Linked DNA regions of Sus scrofa: region 2 is linked to region 1. Evidence: chromatin contacts called from public HiChIP or PLAC-seq data. All regions are on one chromosome and are shown on one strand. The core of a region is the stretch at or near the end of the contact, and the rest is flanking DNA. Distances in the headings are between cores, read along the strand shown.

Region 1 (5,405 bases), core at 1,919-4,418:
AAATAGTCATGCAAAAGAAACTACTGAACCAGTGATATGTTTCAGCCTACTACTTACCTTTTCCCATGAAAAAATTATCTGAAGGAGGAACAGGTAGACTAGGTCTTTCAGTTTCTGTCATTCTAAACTGCCTCTTCTATTTATAGATTGCAAAAGAAGCAGCACTAATTACTGTGGGAATGCTATTCTATGTAGAGAAAATTAGGCCTTAGACACTGTATACTTTTCACAGCTTCATGCCTTTCTGTCTATGCCTAGAATTCTAGATTACCACTTTTCTATCTAGGGAACTTGTCTTATCTTTCAAAATTCAGCTTGAAGCTTTCTCCAATCTGATTTAATACTCCCAATAAGTAAAAACACCATGCACACTTTCATCATAATTCTCACAGTGAATTAAAATCATGTGTTTACTTGTCTGTCTCAGTAGGTTCAAGGGCGAGGACCATAATTTTTTTCTTTGCCTTAAAAAATCCCCAATGCCTTTCATGGTACATGGCCAAAGCAATAACCCTGCTGATTCTGGGCTTTAGTGAGAAGATTCCATATTTCAACAGATAAACAGATCAAGAGTAACTCAAAAAAAAAAAAAAATGTTGGATGAAAGAAAAAATGGAATAGTTATTTAAGAATCTTGGTGATTACCCAAAATGCTAGGAATGATTCCATCTTTTTTCTTTTTCAGCTGGACCTGCAGCACGTGGAAGTTCCCAGGCCAGGGATCAAACTGGAGCCAGAGCTGCAACCTGTGCCACATCTGTAGCAATGCTGGATCCTTAACCCGCTGTGCTGGGCTAGGGATTGAACCAGTGCCTCCATGGAGACAAGCCAGATCATTAACCCATTGTGCCACAGCAGGAACTCCTCTTTTTTTCTTTTTGTATAGAATGTTCTTCCCTGAGCTACTTGCATGGCTCCTTCCCTCACTGCTGATCACCCTGCTTGTAAATGCAATCCTTAAGTCTACTGTTCTCTATTCCCCCTCCCTGCTCTAAAGTTCTCTATAGCATGTAACACTTGACACAGCAAACATTTCAACCAGAATATAAGAGGAAAGGATTTTTTTCTTCTTCACTGCTATTGCCTAGCCAAGCAATGCCTGGAAAGTAGTGCTCAAATATTTGCTGAATAAACTAACCTTTGAAGATGCTCGAGAAAACTTCTGGATGAAGCGAAGCATATTGGGCCTCATTGAGAGTCTTGCTTAGGAAGATGCCAGGCAGTTCTGATTAATGTATTTTTACAGCTAACTGGAGGGTCTTAATCAGAAGCATGCTGCTATGTACAAAATAAGATGTCATTTATTTTCTTCATTTTATACATAGTTTTTTAAAAGTAGTAATTCGGGAGGATTTCTTCCATATAACACAGTTTCCTTGGAAAACAATCACTAATGTTTTCAAAAAATCAGTTAACATATTAATAGATCCTTTTCTTCTCTGAACCATTTTTTTAAGCTTTTGATGTCTGGTATTACAACGTAATTAATGCATAGAGACAATAGATCTGGGTTTTACAAATGCCTCCCTCATTTCCCAGCTGTGTGACCTTGAGTAAATTGTTTCCTTGGAGTGCAGCTTTCTCATCTTTAACACTGGAAGTCATAGGAGTTCCCGTTGTGGCTCAGTGGTTAACAAATCCAACTAGGAACCATGAGGTTGCAGGTTCGATCCCTGGCCTCGCTCAGTGGGTTAAGGATCTGGCGTTGCTGTGAGCTGTGGTGTATGGGTCACAGACACAACTCAAATCCCGAGTTGCTGTGGTTCTGGCGTAGGTTGGTGGCTACAGCTCCAATTCGACCTCTAGCCTGGGACTTCCATACGGGTGCGGCCGAAGAAAAAAAGACAAAACACTGAAAGTCATATAGCTTCTCTGCTTTTTTTTTTTTTTTCCCTTAAGGTATGTTTTGGGGCTTTGTAGTTTACAGCTCAAAGTAATGATAGTAGCAATCAATACAATTTAGCAGGCACTGTAACTATGTGTTTTATATGCACTAACTCATTCAATACAATGACCTCATCAACTTGGTGCTGGAAACAGTATTGCCTGTTAAGTTAGAGTGCAGACTTGAGTCAAATAATCTGGTTTGGAATCCTGGCTCCAACATAGTATTAGCTATATCACTTTGGACAAATTATTTAAGCTGGCTATGGTGCAGTTCACTCATCTACAAGGCTTATAATAACTACATAGGGTCTTTGTATTTTTAAAAAAAAAAAAAAGTCAATACATGTAAAGAGCTGACAACTGTTCCTAACACAAAGTAGGCACTCAAAAAATATTAGCTATTATTCCCACCTTACACAATATAAGCAGCCCAGTAAGTGGCTGTGTGAAAATATGAATCTACATCTATCATGTTTACATGAGTTCCATTCTTAACCAGAAGAATGAGGTGTCTAAAAATCCAAACCCCACAGTTGCTGCTTGATTAAAAAACTTGGTGAACTAATTTCTTGACTACAGATCTTAGGGCTGGGTCAAGAAATTCTGTACACCAGCCAGTCAGTGTCTTCATTCTATGAATAAGGAAGCAAGCAGGACGTTTATCTCTGGCCTCTGAGCAGAGGTTAGATAACACACATCTACTCCTGACTCCCAGACACACGTATCCGCATGGCCCACACATTCACCTTTGTTCAAAATCACCCCATTAAAAAGCTTAATGCTCCCTCAACCTTTCGAACTTTCTATGCAAGGTGACATGTGCTTCCCATCTCAAGAGTATTGAAGCGAAAAAGTGACACCCTAAAAGCCTGAGGACGGCAACTGGTGAGGGGTTTAAAGGACAAAGCCCCAAGTGTTAATCTGCTCAATTTTGGTGAAAAAGCTCAAGGTTTCCACTGCCTCAAATATAAGAGTTGCAAAATGCAAGTCTCAGCGCCGACAGCAGAGAAAAGGGAAGGCGGGGTCTGGATGCAAAGATCCTCGGGAAACTGTGCCCAACTGTGCCTGCGGTTTCAGTTTTACTCTGAAGGCTTGGTGCCCCCCTTTCCCAACCTGCACTGGTCGCAGCAGCGCTGTTACTTACTTGCCAGCGTCGCGCGGGGAGGTGGAAAGCTGAGCTGCAAGATTGGCCAGGCTCTCTGGAAAAAGCACTTCCGGCAAGTGGGGGTTATTAGCCTCCCACTTCCTGGGAGCCGGAAAAAAATCAGTCCGGCTGGAGACCTAACCACCCCTAACTGGTTCCCAATTCCAGGCTTTCTGTCTTGGACTCTAACATCTTGATTCTAGTGAAAGCCGGCTTTGGAATTCTTAGGGCATCTGAACGGTCCTTGCCTTTCTATTCCAGGTTTCCCAGCCAGAAGAATCTGCTCCGCAGAGTTCGGGAAGGTGGAGTGAAACTACTGGAACCATCTCAGAGTGATGGTGGTGGAGCAAGGTAGGAGAGATTTGGAGTCTAGGCCAAGTATGACTTGGCCAAATTGCTTGCTATCTCTGGAATTCATTTTTTTACTTTGCGTAACAACAAAGTTTCTAGGATCAACGGGGCACATCTCCCTTCTCATTGGGGTCCTGAACTAATACTAGCTAAGAAAACAAACACCTGTTTCCACTTCATTTTCTTTGCTGCTAACTGAAAACTTAGTTAAGAAATAAAAAGCACCGGGGCAGGACTTTCACTTCCATGAAAGACGTGGTAAGAGTCTTGGGCTTGAGGGTGACCCGGAAGTTAGATTATTCCTCCTGTCGCTCTCCGCTTTAACTTTTGTTTGTGAGCTAGGTGACCTTGAGCAAGTCCCTTCCCTTCTCTGAGCTTCAATTTCAGTCTGTCATCGGGAGTTCCCGCTGTGGCACAGCTGGTTAATGACCCCACTTGTCTCTGTAGAGGTGCCAGTTGGATGCCCAGCCCACTGCAATGGGTTAAGGATCTCTCCTTGCTGCAGCTATGGCGTAAGTCGCAGCTCTGGCTCGGAATGAATCCCTGACCAGAGCACTTTCCTACGCCGCGAGTGCGGCTGGAAAAAAAAAAAAAAAAGGAAGCACCACTAGACGTATCTGTCTGAAGACAATGGGAGACCTGAACCGGCCCAGGATGGCCAGTTTCACATTCCTCCAGATTCTATGTAGTCTAGCTTCCTGGTTACCAGCTCTCTCAAGGTTTAGCTTCGCGTGCAGAACGGGCTCACAGCACATTCTTCCTGATGCTAACCCCTTCCAGCCGCTATCGGCTTTCACTTTTATTTCCTCCTCCGTCATGGCAGCGCCGCCCCTTCCCGTTACGCGACACCCAATGAAACTTTGGGTCAGAGAAACAGCTTCTCCGCCCTGGCACGGGAGCAGACTCAGACCCGAAATCCTCCCGGTGCTGGGACAGGGGCGTGACGCCAGCGGTCGGGCGGAACTAGCACTCCCAGTGGGCAACGCCTCGGGCCCAGCCGCGCAGGACTCCAGAGCCCGGCAGCGAGGCCCGCTGGGGGCTGGAGTCTTAGCGACGCGCGCGCACGTGGAAGGCAGGAGCCGAAAGTGGGAAGGGGTCGGCAAACACACACGCCTACCGGTGAGCACCTGTAGAGGTAGTTCGGAGAGGCGTGCTTCCCCAGAGGTGGGGTGTGCAGGACGAAGGGGCGTGTTGAAACGGGCACACCGTACACACCCACCCACTCGTTCGCACGCGCCCAGGCCCGAGTGTCGGGAGAGGCAATGGAAGGGGAGTATCAAACCCAGTTGATCTCCGCCTCTAAGGCGGCGCGCGGAAAAGCAGGGTTCTCCCCTGCAGAGGGGCGGGGGCGACCGGGCACGGCCGCAAGCCGCTGCGGAGGGAGGGCTGGGGGCGGGGCGAGGGACAACCGCTGTTCTCGCGGCCGCACGTTGGCGCTCGGAGCGCCGGCGGCGGTCGCCCGAGCAGCGCCCGTGCGCGTGCGCGCCTGTGGGCGGGGCAAGCGAGGGGGCGTGTCAGAGGCGGGGCCGGGCGGGGGGGCCGGGCTGGCCTTCGCTCCTCCCCCTGCGCCCGCTCTGCCCCTCCTGGGCCGTGTGGGCCGGGCAGCCATTTTGGGAAGAGCTTTGTTATGGTTGTGGGCTCTTCACCTCCGCGGGAGCAGGAAGCGGGGGACGCGCCCTGAGACGCCGCGACTGGCCCCTAGCTGGAGCTCCGCGGCTGCCCGGTGAGTGCGCGTTGCGGACACCTGGGCGGGGGGGGGATCTCGCGTCGTCCGGCGCGGGCCTCCGCCCGGTCCCCGACCGAGCGGCTGTTGCAGCAAGTTGCGGGAGGCTCTCACACAGGTGGTTGGGTGTAGGTCGGTCCGGGGAGCCGGGGGCGAGCCCACGCGTCGTGCGGTTCCGACGCCGCACCTCGCCCGGCGCGGGCAGCCGTGCCCGCGAGCGTCGGCGCGGCTCCGCCTGAGCGCTCCCGCTTCAACTTCGGTCTTGGGGTCGCCGTGCTCACCTGCGGCTCCCTGGCTCCC
Region 2 (5,405 bases), core at 994-3,493, 96 kb after region 1:
GATGCCAGCCTACACCAGTCACAGCAACTCAGCAGTGTCCACAACCCATACCACAGCTCACCGCTGAGCCATGACAGAAACTCCACAGGAGAGCTACCTTTGATAGGAGTGTGACTAAAATGGAGTTTCTAAGTTCCCTAGACCTGTTTTGTTTCCCTTTGTGAAAATTCACTCAACTTTACCATGTGCGCATTTTGTAATATGTCATATAAAAGGGACTCCTTTAATGTGTCAATAAAATGTACTCCTTAACCACACTACACTACACACTGTTTTCCTCATCTTGTCGTCGTCCCGCCCCCACTTTTTAGGGCTGCAGTGTGTCATATGGAAGCTCCTGGGGTAGGGGTCGAATTGGAGCCACAGCTGCAGGGCTACACCACAGCTCACACTGGATCCTTAACCCACTGAGCAAGACCAGGGATCAAACCCGCATCCTCGTAGATACTAGGCGGATTCTTAACCCGCTGAGCCATGATGGGAACTCCGTATACTTTCATCTTTTATAACAGAAACAAAAACCTTTTAAGAACTAGTTAGCTAATAAAGATAAGGACTGACTTAACAGTTATACAATCATGGATAACTTTTAGCAGCTTTGTTGAAATGGCATGAGGGGACAGAAACCCAATTGAAGCTTTTTCCTGATGACAAAACTGTAGCCCAATACTCAATACTTTGGCCATGAAAGTAATATCAAAACCAATTTTGAATTGAGGTTTATTTCTCATTCTATTTCACCTCTCTACTGCTTTAGAAGTTATACATACATGTTTTTATTCTTTTAATGCTAATATTGGAATTATAACGTGCATCAAGAGAGTCTAAACCCAATTTTCTTTACCCTCCCCCTCAAACATCTTAAAAGCTTTACCTCTTTATTGCCTCAGGAACTTACTTAACTGAGGAATGCTGCCTTTATTGTTCTCTTCAACTAGGTTTTCATGCAATTTCCTCTCAAGTAAGCTTTGGGGAGGGGGGATAAATAATGAGGGAATAAACAAAATACTGGGGTTTACTCCAGACTCTGCCACATAATAATGTGGATTCTTTTTCTTCGAATGAAACAGCCAGTTTTCTTTCACTGTTCGAAAAATACCTGTGTCTGAGTGTCACTGCGCTGCTTTCGCAGCACTCACGTCTTCTATCACCCCTCCAGTCCTTCCATTATACTTCGCCCATTCTCCTAGCAACCCGACACCGCTGCAAGCGAGGAGACCTCCACGCAGAGCTACGAGGTGCTTCGCTCCCCGATAAGGTCCCCCAGCAGCAGCCAAGCCCCTCGCCAGAACTCCCAACTCCCAAAGAGCCACAGAAAAGAAACAGTAACCAAGAACACGGCCACCTAAGGAGAAGAGGACAGAGCGACCCGGGAGACCGCGGGAACAGGCGTCCACGCGCCCCGCCGCGGAAGTCCGAGGGGCAGGGCGAGCCGCACGGCCCCAAACAATGGAGTTTTCCCGCCTCCTCCGGGGCCCGCCCCCCGCTCCGGGGCGGGCGGAGGGCGGCGAGCTCGCGAGCGCACGACCCCGCCCCCGGGAGGCCCCGCCCCCTCCGACCCACCGGCCCGGCCTCCCTCCTCGTGCAGGGTTTTTTTTTTTTCCCTTTTTTTTTTTGGCGCCAAATCTCCGTGGGTTGTTTTCCTGAGTTGTTTGAGGATCCTATCGGAGGCCCCGGAGTGGGGGGACACCAGGGCGTGAGGGCCCACTGCCACGCCGGGGCCCCGCCGAGAGCCCCGGGCCGGGGAAGGAAGGAGAGGGGCAGGCGATGGAAACTGCCGCCGCTGCCCCCGGCAAGATGGCGGCCGCAAAATGCGGGGCAGGGGGCGCCAGGCGACCGGTGTTCCTGCTGCGGAGCACGGTCCTCTGCAAGAGGTGGGCTGCTCCCGTGTCAGGGCCTCCCGGTGATAGCGACCGTGCCTCACGGGGAGGCACGTCCTCCCACCCTCCGGTCTGTCCCTCCCGCGGAGCCTCCGTCCACCACCCCCTCTCCGCGGACTGGCCAGTGCCTCAAGCTCTCTACCGTCCAGCTTACTTGTCGGCGGAAACCAGCTCCGTGGTGATGGCGGCAGTAGCGGTGGACTCTGCGGCCATCGTTACCCTGAGACGGTGGACCAGCGGACGGAACAGAGCCTGTGAGAAAAACAGGGAATTAGGAAAGCCTAGGACTTAACCGGGGACAGAAAATGGCAGATTGGAGACCCCGCGCGGCTGGGTCCTCTTATATACCGGGGCCTTCGCTCCGCCCATCCACTTCCGGACCCTCCCCCTCGAGTTTAAAGGGCCAGGACTCAGCCCCAATCCAGCCCAAGGACATACCCCGCCCTCACTGGTTCTGCAGTGTACCTTTCGTCCCTGTCCCGCCTTCCTCGAAAAAAGCTACTTCCTGCTTCTCTAGCAAGTCGCGTATAAAAAAGAACGAGAATCTTGGTACTATAGCTCCTGACTGGACCTCGGCCAGAGGCTTCCAGAGGAGGGGAAGCTGGTGCTGCTCTGCATATTTAGAGCGAGTCGTCGAGAGTCTCTTTCTAGCCTGGATTTTCAGGGAGGTAACTGAGACTTTCGGCCCGCCCTCTCAGTCGTAACGGATGGACACGCAGGAGCAGAGCACGGATACAGCAGCAACGGCTAGAACTGATCGGGTGAAGAGACGCGTGGTTCAGAGCCTCAGCAACAGCTGACGCGAGAAGAAGCTGTCCTAGGATTGGCCACTGCTGAAACTACCGCGCTGGATTCAAAGCTCAGGGCTGAGGCAGGACGCGGCGGGCTCCTCCCTCTGAACCCGCCCCCTTGGGCTGGCCCAATCCGCTGATGCCATCCTCTTAGGCCCTACCCAGACTCCAAATCTAACTAGCTCTTTTTGTATGTTCCTAGCTGCAGTTTATCTTTTTTTTTTTTTTTTTTTTTGTCCCTTATGTGCGAGGGTGCTGTACTTGGACACTTTAAAGCTATCAGCTGTCTTCCTTAATCTTAACAGCAACGCTGCTAGTGACAACGGTGTTATCAGACCCCTTTGGTAATAATAGAAACCAAGGTTCGGAGAAGGTGTGACTTGCTCAGAAAGTTGCAAGACAAGTCGTTTATGGAAAGTAATGTGATTCGTTTCCTGCAACTGGCTGAATGGAAGATACCTGGCAGGCTGAATTGATTGTACTTCCTCACACCTGGAGCGTCATGCATTGCCTTCCACCATGGCCTTGCCTACAGCGATTAGAACAGGAATTTCATTTCCATCCAGGTTCAGACATACTGGGAAAGATGGCTAGGGAGGATTTGAATCCCAGTCTGCCAAGACTCAGGCAGTTTGAAATCTTTGGGGATATGGAGCTAGACCTGCAAATGGCAAATTCCTGTAGCAAGTAAACGTGGGCTCTGTTTTTAGCTGGGTTACCTGAGCCCAGTCATGTAACCTTAGAAGACTGCATAAAATGAGGACAATATTAGTATCCACTCTTTAAGAATACTGTGAGACTTAGAGATAATGCTTGCTTCAACAATCAGCACTATGCCTGTGTCATGCTAACCATTTACTAAATGGCTACCATAGTCTGGTGACACAGTACTGGAACACTGGGCTCTAGAGAAGGACACTCTCTCCAGAGTCCTTGCAGCCAGGGGTAAGGCCTGAGAAATCCAGTCCAAAACTTTGTGTGACCCACTCATTCATTAAAGTCACTGAACAATTGTGATTCACAAGGCTTTGGGGGTTTTTTTGGTTTTTTTGTTTGTTTTTTGTCCTCTTGCCTTTTCTGGGGCTGCTCCCGCAGCATATGGAGGTTCCCAGGCTAAGGGTTGAATCAGAGCTGTAGCTGCCAGCCTATACCATAGCCACAGCAACATGGGATCCGAGCCACGTCTGCGACCTACACCACAGCTCACGGGGCAACGCCAGATCCTTAACTCACCGAGCAAGGCCAGGGATTGAACCCACAATCTCATGGTTCCTAGTTGGATTCTTTAACCACTGAGCCATGGCTTTGTTCTAAGGACAAAAAACATGGTGTCTGCCATTGAGGAACTCAGTTTTATTTTAAAATATATATTTTAAAAAGGATTTTAGGAGTTTTAACTGTGGTCAGTGGTTTAAGATCCCAACTAGTATCCATCAAGATGCGGGCTTGATCCCTGACCTCCATCAGTTGGGTTAAGGATCTGGCATTGCTGCAAGCTGCTCCATAGGTCACAGATGTGACTCAGATCTGGCATGGCTGTGGCTGCGGTGTAGGCTGGCAGCTGCAGCTCTGATTGAGCCCCTAGCCCAGGTGCTTCCATATGCTGCAGGTGCGGCCCTAAAAAGACAAAAAGACAAACAAAAAAATGGATTTTAAATCTATCTACGTTCAGTTTTTACTACCGTCACTCAGATCCAAGCCTAGCCCTATCATCTCTTGCCATTATACTTATCAAAATCTAAAGTTGGAGTTCCCGTCGTGGCTCAGTGGTTAACGAATCCGACTAGGAACCATGAGGTTGCGGGTTCGGTCCCTGCCCTTGCTCGGTGGGTTAACGATCCGGCGTTGCCGTGAGCTGTGGTGTAGGTTGCAGATGCGGCTCGGATCCCACGTTGCTGTGGCTCTGGCGTAGGCCGGTGGCTACAGCTCCGATTCAACCCCTAGCCTGGGAACCTCCATATGCCGCGGGAGCGGCCCACGAAATAGCAACAACAACAACAAAAGACCAAAAAAAAAAAAAAAAAAAAAAACTAAAGTTATTTACTTGTGGAGTTCCTGTTGTGGCTCAGTGGAAACGAACCTGACTAGTATCCATGAAGATGCAGGTTCGGATCCCTGGCCCTCGCTCATTGCCGCAAACTGTGGTAGGTCACAGATGGGGTTTGGATACCCTGTTGCTGTGACTGTGGCATAGGCCAGCAGCTGCAGCTCTGATTCAGCCCCTAGCCTGGGAACTTCCATATGCCACAGGTGTGGTCCTAAAAAAATAATAATGAAAAAGTTATTTACTTTTGTCTTGTTTTATTCTCACCCCTTCTAAGTATACAGGCTCCATGTGACTTTTCCTGTCTTGCTTACAGCTAGATCCCCAATGCATTCAACAGTGGTTGACGCACACTAGGTGTCCAAAATGAACTTGCTGAGTGAATGAATGAAGCAATCATAGTATAATCATAATTAGAACTGGAGGAAATGTCACTTAAAATAGACGTTCCTAAAATAGGAACCAAGATTTCATAGTAAGTAATGAGGATACATGGGACTTTATCTTAGGGGAATATTTTAAAATTATATTTAACAAGACTTAGGAAAGACTTCTGGTTAAAGATGGTAAGTTGAACAAATAAATTTATACCCATTCCCTTTTGAAATCTCTTTTGAAGTCCGGTATCCTCATCCTGGGTTTTCTTTCTCAGTTAACTGTCAGATCCTCGCTTTTCGATGACTTTAGGTA

What was found. HiChIP or PLAC-seq counts read pairs in DNA pulled down with a chosen protein or histone mark.
Region 2: an H3K27ac HiChIP or PLAC-seq map of alveolar macrophages shows a contact between it and region 1. The contact joins the promoter of NASP here to the promoter of TMEM69 in region 1. A contact is called at or near these places in 9 of 47 Hi-C or Micro-C datasets (alveolar macrophages, embryonic fibroblasts, fetal heart ventricle and 4 more) and 2 of 2 datasets of contacts at active chromatin or transcription factors (alveolar macrophages and skeletal muscle).

The regions. Positions count from the first base shown.
Region 1 is chr6:165,705,815-165,711,219 of Sscrofa11.1, forward strand. It overlaps TMEM69 (transmembrane protein 69), which reads right to left and starts at 3,169. Exons shown (of 3, transcript XM_021096737.1): 1 at 3,032-3,169; 2 at 1,139-1,278. The coding sequence starts at 1,192. It overlaps GPBP1L1 (vasculin-like protein 1), which reads left to right and starts at 3,150. Exons shown (of 12, transcript XM_021096736.1): 1 at 3,150-3,382.
Region 2 is chr6:165,802,735-165,808,139 of Sscrofa11.1, forward strand. It overlaps NASP (nuclear autoantigenic sperm protein), which reads right to left and starts at 2,244. Exons shown (of 14, transcript XM_021096741.1): 1 at 2,035-2,244. The coding sequence starts at 2,093.